Regions from separate parts of the Muntiacus reevesi genome. Here region 2 is linked to region 1. The links are chromatin contacts, called in public Hi-C maps. All regions are on one chromosome and are shown on one strand. The core of a region is the stretch at or near the end of the contact, and the rest is flanking DNA. Distances in the headings are between cores, read along the strand shown.

What was found. A called contact is a pair of places that touch in the nucleus more often than the background predicts.
Region 2: a Hi-C map of muscle shows a contact between it and region 1, with 4 times the contacts expected there. The contact joins the promoter of PHLDB3 here to the promoter of CXCL17 in region 1. A contact is called at or near these places in 2 of 3 Hi-C or Micro-C datasets (blood and muscle).

What each region holds. Positions count from the first base shown.
Region 1 is chr2:263,558,134-263,565,952 of mMunRee1.1, reverse strand. It overlaps CXCL17 (C-X-C motif chemokine ligand 17), which reads left to right and starts at 3,013. Exons shown (of 4, transcript XM_065920607.1): 1 at 3,013-3,177; 2 at 6,817-6,897. The coding sequence starts at 3,099.
Region 2 is chr2:263,751,015-263,758,833 of mMunRee1.1, reverse strand. PHLDB3 (pleckstrin homology like domain family B member 3) reads left to right here and starts at 3,622. Exons shown (of 15, transcript XM_065920619.1): 1 at 3,622-3,730; 2 at 4,200-4,552; 3 at 5,198-5,380; 4 at 5,594-5,731. The coding sequence starts at 4,319. ETHE1 (ETHE1 persulfide dioxygenase) reads left to right here. Exons shown (of 7, transcript XM_065926238.1): 4 at 145-274; 5 at 1,454-1,543; 6 at 1,927-2,043; 7 at 2,256-2,475. The coding sequence ends at 2,308.

The sequences.
Region 1 (7,819 bases), core at 1,764-4,263:
AAGGGGCATGGGATCGATCCCCGGTCCAGGAAGATTCCACAGGCCACAGAGCAATTAAGCCAGGGTGCCACAGCTAATGAGCCAGTGTGACTAGAGTCCATGATCCACAAGAGAAACCACAGTGAGAAGCACCACAGTGAAGAGTAGCCCCCTCTCACTGCAACTAGAGAAAGCCTGTGCAAGGCAACAACTCAGGGCAACCATAAGTAAATGAATAAAAAAATTTTTTTTGATAATAATTTTCCAGCGAGGAGCCACATTAGTGCTTTACACATTAGACCAAGCTCAGACGGCACCTTCAACTCAAGGACAGTCTCCACTGTCCAGCGAAGTGCCAGGCACCTGCCGATGCTTATAAACCTCGTAGCAAAGTCTACAGTCAAGTCTCCAACAGGTCCACAGGTGAAAATCATCTGAAAATGACAGGGTAGGGATGAGCAGACAAAAGCCATGCCTGGCCTCTTCCCTCCTCTGGACTAGAACAAAGTCACACCACCTTTTCTCACACCTGCCTGGAGGAACAGGGAGGACTTCCTTGTTAACCTTCCCCTCAGCCCCACAAGGGCTTCCGCAACGACTCAGCAGGTAAAGAATCCACCTGCCATGCAGGAGACACAGGAGACTCGGGTTCAGTCCCTGGGTCAGGAAGATCCCCTGGAGGAGGACATGGCAACCTGCTCCAGTAATCTTGCCTGGAAAACCCCGTCGACAGAGGAGCCTGGTGGGCTATAGTCCAAAGTGTCGCAAAGAGTCGGACATGACTAAGCACTTATTTTCTTTCTTTTAGCCCCACAAACAGCTCTCAGCCCTTAAGACCAGTCTCTCTTCTACTTTTGAGCCCAGCTCCTGAAGTCTTTGGAATGAGTCATGTCAGTAAGTGCTGCCCTTCTGGACCCTTGATGTTTGCCCCAAGAAGTATTACTTCTCTCTTTCATCTTGGACTGATTTCAAACAAGATCTCGCACCAGGAGTCCCAGCAGCCTGGGCAGACACTATCCCTACTGTGGTTTTTACTTCTCAAATCCTCTTGGACCTGAAGCCTTGAGGGTCTTCCGCCAACCCACGTCCCTCTCTGCTGGGGTCCAGCCTCAGCATGATCCAGGGGATACCCTCAGGATGAACGGCATCAGCGAGAGAGAGAGAAGACACGTGAGACCAGCCTTGATAGGGCCAAGTCTGTGAGGGAGCGAGAGAGGGGGGGGGGGTGGAGAGAATGACCAGACGGGGGGTGCAGCAGAGTCTGGCAATCCTTTATTTTTACCGTGGCTTTTATGCCCTAAGTTAGTACATTTCTAAGGGGAAGATAGTTTAACATAACGTCAGCTTGTCCTTCACGAAACCAGGGTGTTTTCTGCATACTTCTTTATGAGGGTCTTGTATATTATCTTCTGGCCTTGGGGCCTATTAACATTTTATAGGTCAGGTGAATGTAAACCTATTTTCTGTTTCTATGGTGACTGAAAGGTAGCAGTCTCATAGGGCAACAGTATAGAGTAGAAGTATAACCTTGTTAACACAAAAATTAATCTTTCTGCAGAAGTTGTCGGTTGCGTTTATCTAAGAAGTTTACCCCAGAGTGACTCTGCGACTTTGGTGAGGCAGCTTCTGCCTAGCACTCTTGGCTGACAATTAACAACCATCTCATTGTTACCACACTAGGGCTAAGTTTTTATTTCTCTAGATCTTTAACTATATTAACAATGGTTTCTATAACACAACCTTAGCACATTAAAAGCAAAAACACAGCAAGCAAAACACAGCAAGCAAATGTCAACCCAATAGCTACTTTTAGAATAATTTTTCTTGTGTTTTCTAATAGGACTCCTTCACCCCTCAAAAATGCTCTATGTCTATTAGGGCTTTTATATAATCAGGTTCTTTATGCTATTTTATGATTAGGATATTATAAGCAATCATGCACATTAGTACAAAGGGCATAAATACATTTGGCTAACAAACTACCAGCAAAGGAGTTTAAATTAAAACACTCCTTTCACCCTGAATAATCTCATAAAATACCACCACCTGGGAAACTTATTGATTAAAGTTCTAAATTGATTCTTATTTGGGAAGAGATCGGGGAAGGCCTTCTGCCTGTGTCACAGAAATTAGGGAGTAGTCTATTGAAGCAAGCATCAGAAAGACAGATATCATCTTTAAGGTGAGCACCAGGGGCAGCTTTTCGAAATCCCTGAAAACCTGATCCGCCTTGCCTGTCAGTCTTTCTCCTCGTGACCTTGTCATGTGTGGGATCTCGTGTGCCGGCTCCCAGCACCTCTCCTCTAGGCAGGAGCCATGAGGCCATATACCAAGAAGTTCCAATACTTTGGCCACCTGATGCAAAGAGCCGACTCATTGGAAAAGACCCTGTGCTGGGAAAGACTGAAGGCAGGAGGAGAAGGGCATGATAGAGGATGAGCTGGTTGGATGGCATCACCAACTTGATGGACATGAGTGCGAGCAAGCTCCAGGCACTTTGACCCAGTGCCCCAGGGCAGAGTTTGGGCAAGAAGAGCCTCTCCTCCATCCTCTCTGCTTCCCTCCTTATGCGGCCACAGACTTGGAGGATGCTGTCCACAGTGGGGACACGGCAACATCTGATACTGTGCCAAGGCTGGGAGTGGGGAAGGCAGAGGGGAGACAGGCCGTGCCATCCTCTTCGCCAACCCTTAGCCCTCACTTTTCCTGCCAGACACTAAGCTGGAAAACGTCATTCAAACGTATAAGGAAATTCACACGAGCCACAAGAAGAAATCATAACACATTGCGGGGTGGAGAGGCGGGAGGGAGGAGGGAGGGGATGAGCATGGCTGCCAGGTTACCAGTCACCCTCTTGTGTTCCTACAAAGGCTTCATTTGTTTGGCCAGTTTTGCCTCCCAGATTCCCATAAAACACATGGTCCAACCTGTTACCTAACAAGGCCAGCGCCACTCGGCCCTTCCCGCCCTCTAATGAGATCGCTGGCTGGGGAGTAAAGTGCAGACCCCGCCCCCCGCCCCAGTCACGTTCCACGCACGGCCTGAGCCGCCGGGAGAAGTGGGGACCCTCTCACTGGGAGCTGCTGAAGGGTCGCCACGGAGCAGCATCGACAGGTGAAATGAAGGTTCTAATCTCCTCCCTCCTCCTGTTGCTGCCACTAATGCTGATGTCTGCAGTCTCCAGCAGCTCACACACAGGTAAAGAAAAAAAATCCACTTTCTATGAAAGATAAAAGGGGGGCAGAAATGTGGCGACACAGGAAAGAGCATGACCGCACACGTGGTAAAAGGTAGCCCCAGCAGGCTACAGGGATTAGCGGTGAGTTAGCCTGTCTGGGTGCCTGTTTCTTCATTTACAAAAAGGAATGAACTGAACGTAAATCCTGAGTGTCGTGAAGTTAAAGGAGCCTGTGTGTATGGAATGTCTGCAAGGGTAGCTGGCGGAAGAGGACCTTACCTCTCCCCCAGCCCCTGTTCAGGGGTATTGAGTGTCCTGGGGACCGAGCCTTGAGGCCGTGCAAGGAGGGTGTTGAAAGCAAGTGTGCGTCCAGTCAGTCAGTCATCCTCGATTATATTCTTCCTAGTACACCAGACATGCCCCAATAATTCTTAATGCTTTTTCATGGTAAGGTGATAAACCAGAAAAATCACACCACCAGGTAAATACCTGTGTTTGAAGCTGTGACCACACTGAGCTATTGAGGCAATCCGAGCACCGGTTGGAAAAGAATTTCCAGACACAGAGCATTACAGAAGGGAGTGAGTTTATTAAGAACAAAGAGCAGAGATAACGTGGGCCCTGCGAGCACAGCGGGCCGACAACTCCTGACAGGCCAGGGAGAGTCGACGGTGTTAGTGGGTTAATAGCCAATTTTTATAGCCTCAAGGCAAGGACAATTCCTGCTGGAAGGCTGGCATTAGGGGACTGATTGGGGCTTTATAGGGTGTTTACTGGAGTGGGCATCTTTGACTAATTTGGAGTCAGGAAGCCTGTTAGTGATGATCGTGGGCTTTTGGCAACAGTTACATGTGTGTGTCATGTCACTTCAGCCACGTCCGACTCTTTGTGACCTATGGACTATAGCCCGCCAGGTTCCTCTGTCCATGGGGTTCTCCAGGCAACAGTTACAAAGGGGCTCAGTCAGTTTTGGGGGTGACCTTAGTTCTCGGCTCTGCTTCTGTGTTCTGGGTACAAGGCCTCGCGCCTGTGGCCTGAGGGGGGGCAAGACTGCACACCGGCCCTGTTTGAACAGCCCACCTTTAGGAAGCAGATCCTGGGTTAGGAGTTCCGAATCCGCTCCACTGTCCCCTACAGCCGGAGTGGCCTAGCCCTTAGCAGAACAACTGTGCAGAAGGGACCCCCTCCCCACCTATGTTCCCATCCTAAGTGACCATCTCCCCAAGCGCTACTTTCAGGTGAAATAGCTTTGTTACACACTCAGCATGGAGTGGGAAAAGGCAATGGCAACCCACTCCAGTACTCTTGCCTGGGAAATTCCATGGATGGAGGAGCCTGGTAGCTGCAGTCTATGGGGTCACTAAGAGTCAGACATGACTAAGCGACTTCACTTTCACACACTGGAGAAGAAAATGGCAACCCACTCCAGTATTCTTGCCTGGAGAATTCCAGGGACGGGAACCTGGTGGGCTGCCGTCTATGGGGTCGCATAGAGTCAGACACGACTGACGTGACTTAGCAGCAGCATCGAGTGGGTCCTAAAATCAGGAGTCTACCCTCCTGCACCCATTTCCAGAATCTTCTCCCTTATAGAGTTCTCTGGAAGCCGCTGGGCCCCATGGCCCGGCGGGGGTGGCCCTAGACCAGCATTCTGGGAGGGAAGTCTTTTCCACCGCTGTGACAGGCTCCCAGGCTGGAGACCTCAGCCCGGACTCCAAGCTCCAGTCATGGCCGCCATTCCCGGCAAGGTGCTAGGCAAATACATCTAAGTGGAAGAATAAATCCTCAGGTTTCTAAGTTCAAAATGTTCCCCTTAAGAGACTGGACACCTGGGTTTCATAGCAGCTCTGTTGACATTAGAGATTAAGTCCTCTTGTAAGGGGGGCAGGGCGCACTGTTCTGGTCTCTCTAACCTGTTTAGCAACATCCGAGTGGCCTCTACCCTCTAGAAGCCAATAGCAGCCTTTCCCCGCCCCCACCCTGTTAATACAGCCAAAAATATCTCCAGACATGGCCAAACATCCCCTGGAGGGTAACCCACTCCCCAGGGGAGCCACTGCTTTACCAATAATTCTCAACTATGGTGACACATTTAGACTCACCTGGACCTTTAGACTCAGACTTGAATTCAGGGGATCGACCGTGATCCAAATCTTGGCTCCTTCACTCACTTTTTAACCCTGGTGTGTGTGTGTGTGTGCGCGCGCGCTTAGTCATGTCCGACTCTCTGTGACCCCATGGACTGTAGCCCATCAGGCTCCTCTGTCCATGGGATTCTCCATGCAAGAATACTGGAGTGGGTTGCCATTTCCTTCTCCAGGGGATCTTCCCCACTCAGGGACCGAACCCGCGTCTCCTGCTTGGCTGGTGGATTCTTGACTGCTTTACCACCTGGGAAGCCCCTTGGAACCCTGGACAAGATGCTTAAGCTTTTCAAGCTTCATTTTAAAATGAGTAAAACACCATTTAGCATGTACAACTGTTGTAAAGAGTAAATGATGGATAATGTGAACCTAGTAAGTGTTCAATAAACCGAGAGAGTAAAATTTCATTCTCAAGTAGCTTCAAAGGCATAAGGGCAATGAGACCCGGAAAGCTCACTGAGGCCCCCAGGGAATGCAATTGCAGGCTCAATTCCCGTTTCCCAGGCAAGGGTACTTGCAATGTTGGACCAAGTCTGGTGAGCAGAAATAACATTACACAATCCTCCTGCCCAGAAATCTCCAAATAAAATCTGATCTTGCTTTATCTCTTAAAACAACCACATACCTGCAATATGCTTTTCATGGGGAAATGGGGAAAAAATAAATAACTGAGAAGCAATGACAATGTTAAGAAATAAATTACTTACAATAGCAGACTAATTCCTTATAAGATTACCTATTAATTAGAAAATTACTTATGATAAATAGCTCCCATGACATTAGGTCATGTAGGTTCGAAGAGAGACTAAAAGGCTAAGAGCCTTGGACCTAGGTTTTAGCTCCAGATGAGTCACCATTAACTCTGTGACCTTGGGCATTGCATTGACTCTCTCTGGGCCTCGGTTTTCTCACCTCAAAATAAAAGAGATGGTGATTCACTTAATTAGTGCAATGCTATAACAACAGCTTGGTAATGATATCAAGAAACACAAAACGGGCATAAGAGAGCATCAGGTGATAAGACAGACTTAGATAGAGACAAAAGGAGAAATGGATTTGTTCCAAAAGGACAAAGGTAAATACCATCCTCCTATATTAACAGTTAAACGGGGACTATGGATTCAAATACAACCAAGCACAGAGGTAGGTGAAGTTCTTGACTGGTTTATGGAATAATCTACTCTTTGCTCTTATTTTTTAAGTCAGGAGAATAACGTGTGTAGGGTAGGGGCTTTAATGGGGGAAGTTGTCAGGTCTTGATCAACACCCCTACCTTTTGTCCTCTCTTCTATCCAGAAGCTATTCTTTCTCTGCCTACCTCCAGCTAAGCTTTTCTCTAGGCCAGATTTTATACTTTGATTCCTTATCCGTTGGCGATACCCCTCTCTTGAAGTACCCTAGCTCCCTCAGTAAATAGGAAGCGCGATGGAGCTGTGCTGACCCAGAGGCACAGGGAAAAGGGCCTTGGCGCCTTCCCTTTCCAGTGCCTGGAAGTGACCAGCTTCCTTCCCACAGGAGTCGCCAGAGGCCAGAGGGACCAACGCCAGGCTTCTGGGAGGTGGCTCCGAGAAGGAGGCCAAGAATGTGAGTGCCAAGGTCAGTAACACAGTATCGACAACAACAGTGCACCGCCGAGATCCCCATTTGCTCCCCTGAATCCCCCTGAGAGCAGAGCAGATATTACCGGAGCTGCCCTCACCCCCTGCCCTCTCCCTAGCCCACCACTCATGTCTTCCTGAGTCTCATGTAAGAGCCAGACTCCTCCAGGGTCCAGGGTCCAGGCAGAAGGTCTGGCTGGCCCCCTCTCCCTTACCCGTTTCCCCAACAACCCAGGGCTGCCTTCCAAGACCTTCCTGGACCCCATTCTCAGCCTTATTTTACTCACAGGCAAGACTGAAATCAGAGGGGCAAAATGGCTTAGTCGAAGTAAAGCAGCCACTGAAAGGCAGACACCTCTTATTCCTCATTTTTTTAAATTTATGTTTAATTGGAGGACCATTGCTTTACGATATTGTGTTGGTTTCTGCCACACAACAACGTGCATCAGTCACATGTATACTTATGTCCCCTCCCTCTCGAAGTTCCTTCCCACTCATTGCTCATTTTTTTGGCCTCCCTAATGACACTCTGATGCTTCCTCCAAACCTGCCACCAAATTCTTGCCCATGAAAGTGAAACACGCTCAGTCGTGTCTGGCTCTTTGCGACTCCATGGACTGTACAGTCCAGAGAATTCCCCAGGCCAGAATACTGGAGTGGGTAGCCTTTCCCTTCTCCAGGGGATCTCCCCAACCCAGGGATCAAACCCAGGTCTCCTGCTTTGCAGGCAGATTGTTTACCAGCTGAACCACAAGGGAAGCCCCAAAATACTTGAGTGGGTAGCCTATCCCTTCTCCAGTGGATCTTCCCGACCCAGGAATTGAACTAGGGTCTCCTGCATTGCAGGTGGATTCTCTACCAACTGAGCTATTGGGAAAACCCATTTTTGTCCATACAGGTCAGCAAAACAACTTAGAGAC
Region 2 (7,819 bases), core at 2,373-4,872, 190 kb before region 1:
CTAACTTATATATATTTTTTTAAATCAAAAAAAGGTTATTTAAATGTGACCCTGGGATGAGATGGGAGCATCTGTGGCCAGTTTTACCATGAGAGTAAAACCATAGGCTTATTGGTAACTCTTTGTACTTTCCTTCTCTGCCAGGCCTTGGAGACCCGGGCCAGCCCTGGCCACACCCCTGGCTGTGTCACCTTTGTCTTGAATGACCACAGCATGGCCTTCACTGGAGACGCCCTGCTTATCCGAGGGTGTGGGCGGACAGACTTCCAGCAAGGTCACAGGCCCTTTTCCTTGACCCAAGATTTTAGTATGGTTTTATGAATGCCAGGATTTTAAGTGTCCACTGTAAGAATGAATGAACGAATGTTAGACTTTCAGGGGATCAGGATTAGACTCAAGGAGTTTAGCTGCTAGGAGGTGGTTAGATTCAGTGGTTTAATTGCTAGGGGGTGATGTTACATTGGGCTTCCCTGGTAGCTCAGCAGTAAAGAATCTTCCTGTCAATTCAGGAGACTCAGGAGGTGCAGGTTTGATCCCTGGGTCGGGAAGATCCCCTGGAGGAGGAAACTGCAATACACTCCAGTATTCTTGCCTGAAAAATCCCACAGGCGGAGGAACTTGACAGGTTACAGTCCATGGGGTTGCAAAGAGTTGGACACCATTGACATTGTAACATGCATGATGTTACACTTGGGGTTTAGCTGCTGGAGGCAATTACATTAAGGAGTTTCCCTGTGGGAAGGGTGTTTAGTTTCATAGTGTCAGGGTTAAGCTGCCCTTTGAGTACGTGTGTGAATGGGATGGACACTAGATTGGGAGGATTCAGCCACCTTGCAGGGCGAGGCTGGAAGAGAGAAAAGAGACAGCATTAGCGAGCTGGCTGTGGGTAGCCATGTCCCCAGGCTGCTTCTTGCTTCCTCTTTCCTTATCTTTCCATCTCTGTCTCTGTCTTTTTCTCTTTGAAGTTCGTAATCTTCCATTTATTCATCCCCAACACAGTCATGAGATCAAAGGCTGAAAGAAAAGATGGCAGAACATTATGAGAGGTTTGCCCCTGTCCCAACTTAGGACTCAGAGCTTCTTGTCAAAACCATGGCTCTATCCTCCCCCTTGACCTCATGTCTTCAATTTCTTACCTTCTAGTCCACTTTCCCTGCCCAGAATCCTTTCTTAGCATCCTCAGAGTGAGGGGACTTGGTGCTTCAGGGTCCTATCCCAACCTTCCTTACCATCATGCTGAATTCTTACCATTCCCCAAGTCTTTGCATGTGCTGTTCTACTTGCCTAGAATTCCCTTACCTCTCCTTCTCTCCCCAAACGGCTACTGGCAGAAAATGAGGGAGAAGGTTTAGCTACAGTGATTTTTATCCTCCTGTCTTTTTCCTGAAGGGAAGGGGTTTGGGAGCTTATCTCCATCTGTTGCTCCACTGACCTCTGACTTTTCCTTCTCCAGGCTGCGCTAAGACCTTGTACCACTCAGTTCATGAAAAGATCTTCACTCTTCCAGGAAACTGTCTGATCTACCCTGCTCATGATTACCACGGTGAGGGCTTCCTGGAGGAGGTGTGGGATTTACACATCTTAGCATTTGAGAGGGAGCCCTGAAATGCTGTAATCCTCTTGTGGCTTGTGGACTACAATTCCCAGGAATTTCTCTGGCCAAAAAGATCAAGTGCTGAGGTGTACTGAGGGTAGATGTAGAAAATATAACACTTAGAATTCCGAAGGCGTAGGCTTTCCTGGGACTTCCTTATAGAACTTAAGGAACTGGGAAACTACATTTCCCATAGTGCCCATTGGTTAGGGGGAAAGCAATCTGCTAGTCCTGGGCCAGAAAGGTACCCTGAGGCCTCCTGGGAAATGTAGTTCTGGGAGGCCAGAGGCACTGGACAGTTTGACATTCCTCCCCACTCCCTTGGCCATTAGGGCTCACAGTGTCCACTGTGGAGGAGGAGCGGACTCTGAACCCTCGGCTCACCCTCAGCTGTGAGGAGTTTGTCAAGGTCATGAACAAACTGAACCTGCCTAAACCTCAGCAGATAGGTGAGTGGCTGGGGATCTGGACTCCTGGATCTGAGGGAGGAGGGAGCTGGGGGTCTGGACACCTGGGTCTGAGGGAGGAGGTGCTGAGGGTCTTGACTCTTAGTTTCTCAAAGAAGAAGAGCTATTAGGATGCCTGGGTCCCCAGTGGGGCAGAGGGGAAGCGGATGGTCTGCTCGGGCCCCTTTGTTTCACTCTTGGCCTCTTCATTTCAGACTTTGCTGTTCCAGCTAACATGCGCTGTGGGATCCAGACGCCCCCTTCCTGACGGACCCTGACTCTCAGGGGCTCACAGTTCACATCCGTTAAAAATGCACTAGGTGGGGTGAGGGGAGCCTTGCCATCACTGGGGCCTCTCTCCTCTTCTCCTCCCTTACTAGCCCCCTCAAGCTTCTTAAATAAAAATCTTTTTTTTCTCCTCTGAATCTGACTTCTGTTTTCTGGGGGAACCAGTGGGTTTCTGGGCTGAGGTATCTGTATTTAGTCCTGGTCCCTGGAGAGGTCAGGGAGCAAGGCAGGATAAAGGTCCCAGGAGCCTGGAAGGAGGAGATTTTTGTAACTTGTAAGAGAGAGGCAAACAGATATGTGGGGTAGGGTTTCTCAGCTCCATGGATTCGAACAGTTTTCAGTTTAAACCACTTGCCCCGTGAGACCCAGAATAAAGTACTTCAATTCTCCCAGCCTCAGTTTCCTCGTCTGTAAAATGGGAATAATAGAAATAATAATAGGGTGTTGTGATGATCCAATGAGTTCATATACATGAAGTGCTTGGCACACTGCCTACAACAGCAGATTTCCTATCAGTGTTAACTATTATTGCTAGTATCTTTCGGAATGATCTCTCAGGGACTTCCTGGCTTGAGTGACAGTAAGCCTAATGGTAAAGACTGGATTTTTCCAGAGAATTGATACGGTGCTCACATTAACAACATGTGTAGACTCTGGGTACACTTGCCCCCCTCAGCCTCAGTTTCCTGACTATAAAATGCAGATAGTAATTTCTCTGTAAGCTGCTGTAAAGATGAAATAAATTGATGTGTATAAAATGTTTATACTTTATATAGGCAGCTCCTGACATCCAAAAATCCTTTCGCACATAGCAGTTATTTTCCTGTTTTTGCCCAGAGAGGAAAGGGTCTGACTGAGGCCTTTAACCTCTGCCCTCCACCCAAAGCAAGGTGGGGGGGCCACACTTCCCGCTGTCTCTGGGCGGGCCTCTGACTCAGCTCAGGGCACCCCCTCCTCTTGTCCAGCTCCCCAAACCGGTTGGGGCCCTTCTAAAGTGCTCATTAGAGGGGAGAGGCCCCTACCTCCACTCCCCTCTTCCTCTGAGGATTCTCAGGGTCTGGGCATTAGGGAGGCGCTTTTACACAGGTGACCAAGGGGCCTGGCCCCCGGGGGCAGGACTGGGGGCGCTGGAGGCAGAGCTGGGGGGTCGTCATGCTGGGTTTTCCTAAGGTGGGGCCGGTGGGGCCCGGATGGCCCGATCCCGCGGCTGCGGGCGGGGCAAGCTGGTCGCTCCCTCCTCCCACGAGAGCTGTTGGACCTGCTGTCCCCCGGTCCTCCACTTCCGGGCTGCTGGGGAGGGGGACCGAGCAGCCTGTCTCTCCTCCCTCTTCCCCAGCCACCTGTCCAGTGGCAGAAACTGCTGTGCCGGAGCGCAGAACGGAGCGCGCCGAAGCCTGAGCTGGTGAGGGGGCCGGGGCTGTGGGGGTCGCGGGGGCTGGAGCTCTGGAATCTCGGTCCCGAGGAGCCGAGGACTCAAGGCTCCTGGTTTCTCCAGAGAGAGGGCGACCAGGAGACCCGACTCACCGATCCTTGGGTGAGGCGGCAGGGGCACGGCTCCCTTACACAGCGGGGTCAGAGCTGAGACTACGGGGCTCCAGAGAGGACAGGGCGGAACCCAACTCCTGAGTCCGCGAAGCAGATGGTGATGGGGTCGCTCTAAAGTGGTCCAAGGGGATAGTCCGGGGCGGGTGGGAAAGTACAAGGCTCGACACCTGGATAGCAGGGAGACGCCGGTAGGGGGCGTACTAGGACCCGGACTCAAATTCCGGTCCCGCCTCTTGGGGCGTGACGCCCTAGGAGCCACGAACCCCGCCCCTAGAAGCTCCAGGCCCCGCCTCTGGAATGTTCAGTCCCATCCTTTGAACTCTCAGGCCCCGCCTCTGGAGCGCTCTCCGCAGCTTTCGGGCGGGACGCGCCGGCCCCCTGGGCCACACCCCCAACGCCTCCGGAACCCTAGGCCCCGCCCACCCGACGCGAGTTCTCAGCGGCCATGGGGACGCGGAGCAGCCCGGACCTGGGGGCCCCGCCGGCGGCGGCCCCGGAGTGCGACACAGAGATCCAATCTCAGGGGGCCCCCAAACCCCGGGGGCACCCCAAAGACTCCCGCGAGCGGGAGGCGCCCGAGGCCCCGGCAGAGCTTCCGAGCGGCCAAGGAGCTGAGCAGCAGGCGAAAGAAGAGGAAGAAGTGGGAGAAGGCAGCAGCACCGAGAGCAGCCACGATGCGGTGAGGGACCCGGGGGGCGAGAGTCACGGGGCGGGGGGGACCCCGAGGAGCAGACCCGAGCGGGTGACAGAGACACAGAGAGCCAGGTATAAGGGAGACCAGATAGAGACCCAGAGACAGGGAAACGGGGAGACAAAGATCCAAAGGAGTCAAGGGACCCTCGAGACCAGAGACAAGAGACTCAGAGAGCTGAGGATAGACACAGACAGAAACCCAGAAACAAAGATGCTCAGAGAAACAGAGACAGAGAAACCTTGAAACGGGGGATACTCCGAGGGAGAAAGAAAAATAGCGATTCGGAGACAGAAGACATACTGAATCAGGAAGATGAAGCCCAGAGAAAAGGGGGAAAGACTCAGAGATCCCGGGAGAGCGAAAGAGATGCATGATCTTCGAAGACGTGAGGCCAAGAGAATGGGAAACAGCGTCCTTGAGTCGGCTCTGTGCCCCCTCCCCGGACTGCGGGCCCCTGGGCCACCTCCTGGGGCCGAACGGTCATCGGACCTGCACCCTCCCCGCCTCGGATAAAAGAGCTTGGTGGCTGAGGGTCGCTAACTCAGATCCCCCACTGCCCCCACCCCAGGGACCTATTTAGTGATGCAGGGGGCGAGTCCTCCCCAGCTGACTGGCTCTCTCCAACCTCAGGCGGAGGCTCAGTCTTCAGTTCAGACCCCGGCCACGCCCCCCGCACCCGCTCGGTCTGGAGACGCGGTGCGAGGGGCGGCGCGGCGGCTTCGCGCGCAGCAGCTGGAGGCACTGACTCGCGTGGCTTTGATGGAGCAGCGAGTGAAGGAGTTACAGCGTCAGAGGAAGGAACTGAGGATCGAGGTGAGGCTGCAGGCCCCAACCCCGTCAGGCCAGGCTTCCAGTCCTTTACAACCGTGGGAGCAGAGTCTCAGGCCTCCAGCTCCTTACTCTCTCCGAATCCAGGAGTTCGGATTCCCAGGTCCTTCGCTCAGACCCAGGCGTCCGCGCGCCACCGCCCCTTCCTTACTCTCAGACCCAGGCCTCTGGGCCCCAGCTCTTGCCTTCTCTCTGCAGATGGAGGTGGAGGTGGCCCTCCTGCGGGGTGAGCTGGCTGGGGAGCGAGTGGCCGCTCGGCGGGAGGAGGAGCAGCTTCGCGAGCTGCTAGGGCAGCAGGTGGACTCAGAGAAGGGCGGCCAGGAGCAGCGGGAACAGGTGTGTTTGCCCGGCTGGATCTTCACCGTCGGTTCTCTTCCTTGTTGGACAGACACTCCTGTGGTGCTCCTGGGACCTGGGGCCGGGGTTACACCCCTGTTCTCCAAGCCATGATACTGGGGCTGGGGGTGGGCAGTGGCAGGGACCTATGCCTCTCTCTGTTTCCCTCCTCCCTCCCTCCTCTATGACTTTGGGGCCTGACTCACTGGGGCGTGTTCTTTGCCCCATCTCTCTTTGCTCTTTAAATGTCGTTTTGTGAAAAATCTCAAACCAACAAAAAATAGCCAGTCGCCATGTGGTGCGCTCCCCAGTTCAGCCGGGATTAATCCTCTTTTCCTGTTTCACGTCCTCCCGTTGGCTTCCCTGTCCCTAGATTTGAAATCCAGTACCAGACATCATGTTGACAGTAAATACTTTAGTTCTTTAAGAACTCTTTTAAGAAAACATCACCCTATTGTCATTATCACATCTGAAGAATTACTATCTCATCTCCAGTCCGTTTCCATGGGTCCCAAACTGTCTCAAAAACAATGGTTAACAGTTGGCTGTTTGAATTAGGTTCCCCAAAGGCCAGTATATTGTAATTGGTTGAAACGCCTTGTGTATGCTGTTTCTCCTCTAATGGTCCTTGCCTACTGTTTTTTTCCCCCATACTCTTTGTTGAAGAAACCGAGTCCTCTGTCCCATGGTCAGTATGTGACCAGTTGCATGCCGGGGGTGTCCTTTATCTTGTTTCGCTTCCTGGAAGCAGGTGGTTGATTAAATGTAGAAGATGGATCAGATTCAGATGTGCTGTGGTGCTTCTTGGGCACTGGGCCAGGGGGCTGTTGTCTCTGATTCTCCAGATCCCAGTGAGGTCACTCTGATTCCTTCCTAGTAGTTATTTACCTAAAGGCTTTAACATCTATTGGTGATCATTGCTTGACCGGAGAGTGCTGTAGGTTGGAAAATGGTAACTTTGTAATTCTATCAGTCTCTCTCTTTGCCCTTATCTTACATGTTGGAATTTCCTGGGGTTGGATCCTGAGTCTTCAGTCACCTCAAAGAGCCTGTATTTCTCCCAGCTCCGATTTCTCTTTCAAAATCTAGACCTATGTGTCCTGATTTCTAGGATGTTGGTTCCTAGATGCTCCTTCTTCCCCTAGGACCTGGGTTTCCAAACCCCAGCCCCTCCTCCCTCAGACCCAGGGGTCCAGGTCCCCACCCCTCCTGCCTTAGATCCAGGAGTCTGGCCCCTTCTCATTCACCATACCCAGTGCTGACCTCAGCACCTCCCTTTTCCACACTGTCCCGTCTCACCGTCCCTTTGGTCCCCAGGCCAGAGTCCTGGGCCTCGCTCTGCACGCCTCCTTATCTCTCACCCCAAGCTGTCAGTAACCACATCCTGTTCTTTGTGCTCCCTGAATCTCTCTTGCTAGTCTGTCTCCTTTGTATCTGCCCTGCTTAGACCTCGGGCGAGGTCACATTCTTTTTTTTTTTTTTTAATTTTTATTATTTATTAATTTTTGGCTGGACTGGTTCTTCGTTGCTGCGTGCAGGCTTTCTCTAATTGCGATGAGCGGAGGCTACTCTCTGGTTGTAGTGCTGGGGCTTCTTGTTGCTGTAGCTTCTCTTGTTGCGGCACTTGGGCTCTAGAGTAGTTGACCTGCAGCATGTGGGATCTTCCCAGACCAGGGATTGAACCCGTGTCCCCTGCATTGGCAAGCAGATTCTTAACCACTGGACCACCAGGGAAGCCTAAGATCTCATTCTTATTGCCCAGAGGACTCAGGAGCTGGTCTCAACCCCTCAAACCTATTGCCCAGGAAGGAGCTGGTCTCAACCCCTCAAACCTATCTCCCAGAAGGATGATTCCATACCCAGATCCTACTCCAGCCTTTCAATCTTTCCATGACTCCTCACAGACCCTGGATAAGGGTTCCTCAGCCTGGCAGTCCAAACCACACCTGAGCTCCATCTTGTCTGCTTTTCCACTGTCATCTCTCACCTGTATTCCCCATCTCTTCCCTCCATCCCACCTTCTTTCTTCTTGACCACAGTCTGCCCCCTACACTTCCTTTACTTTTCTCTTCTCTTTTATTAAGTATT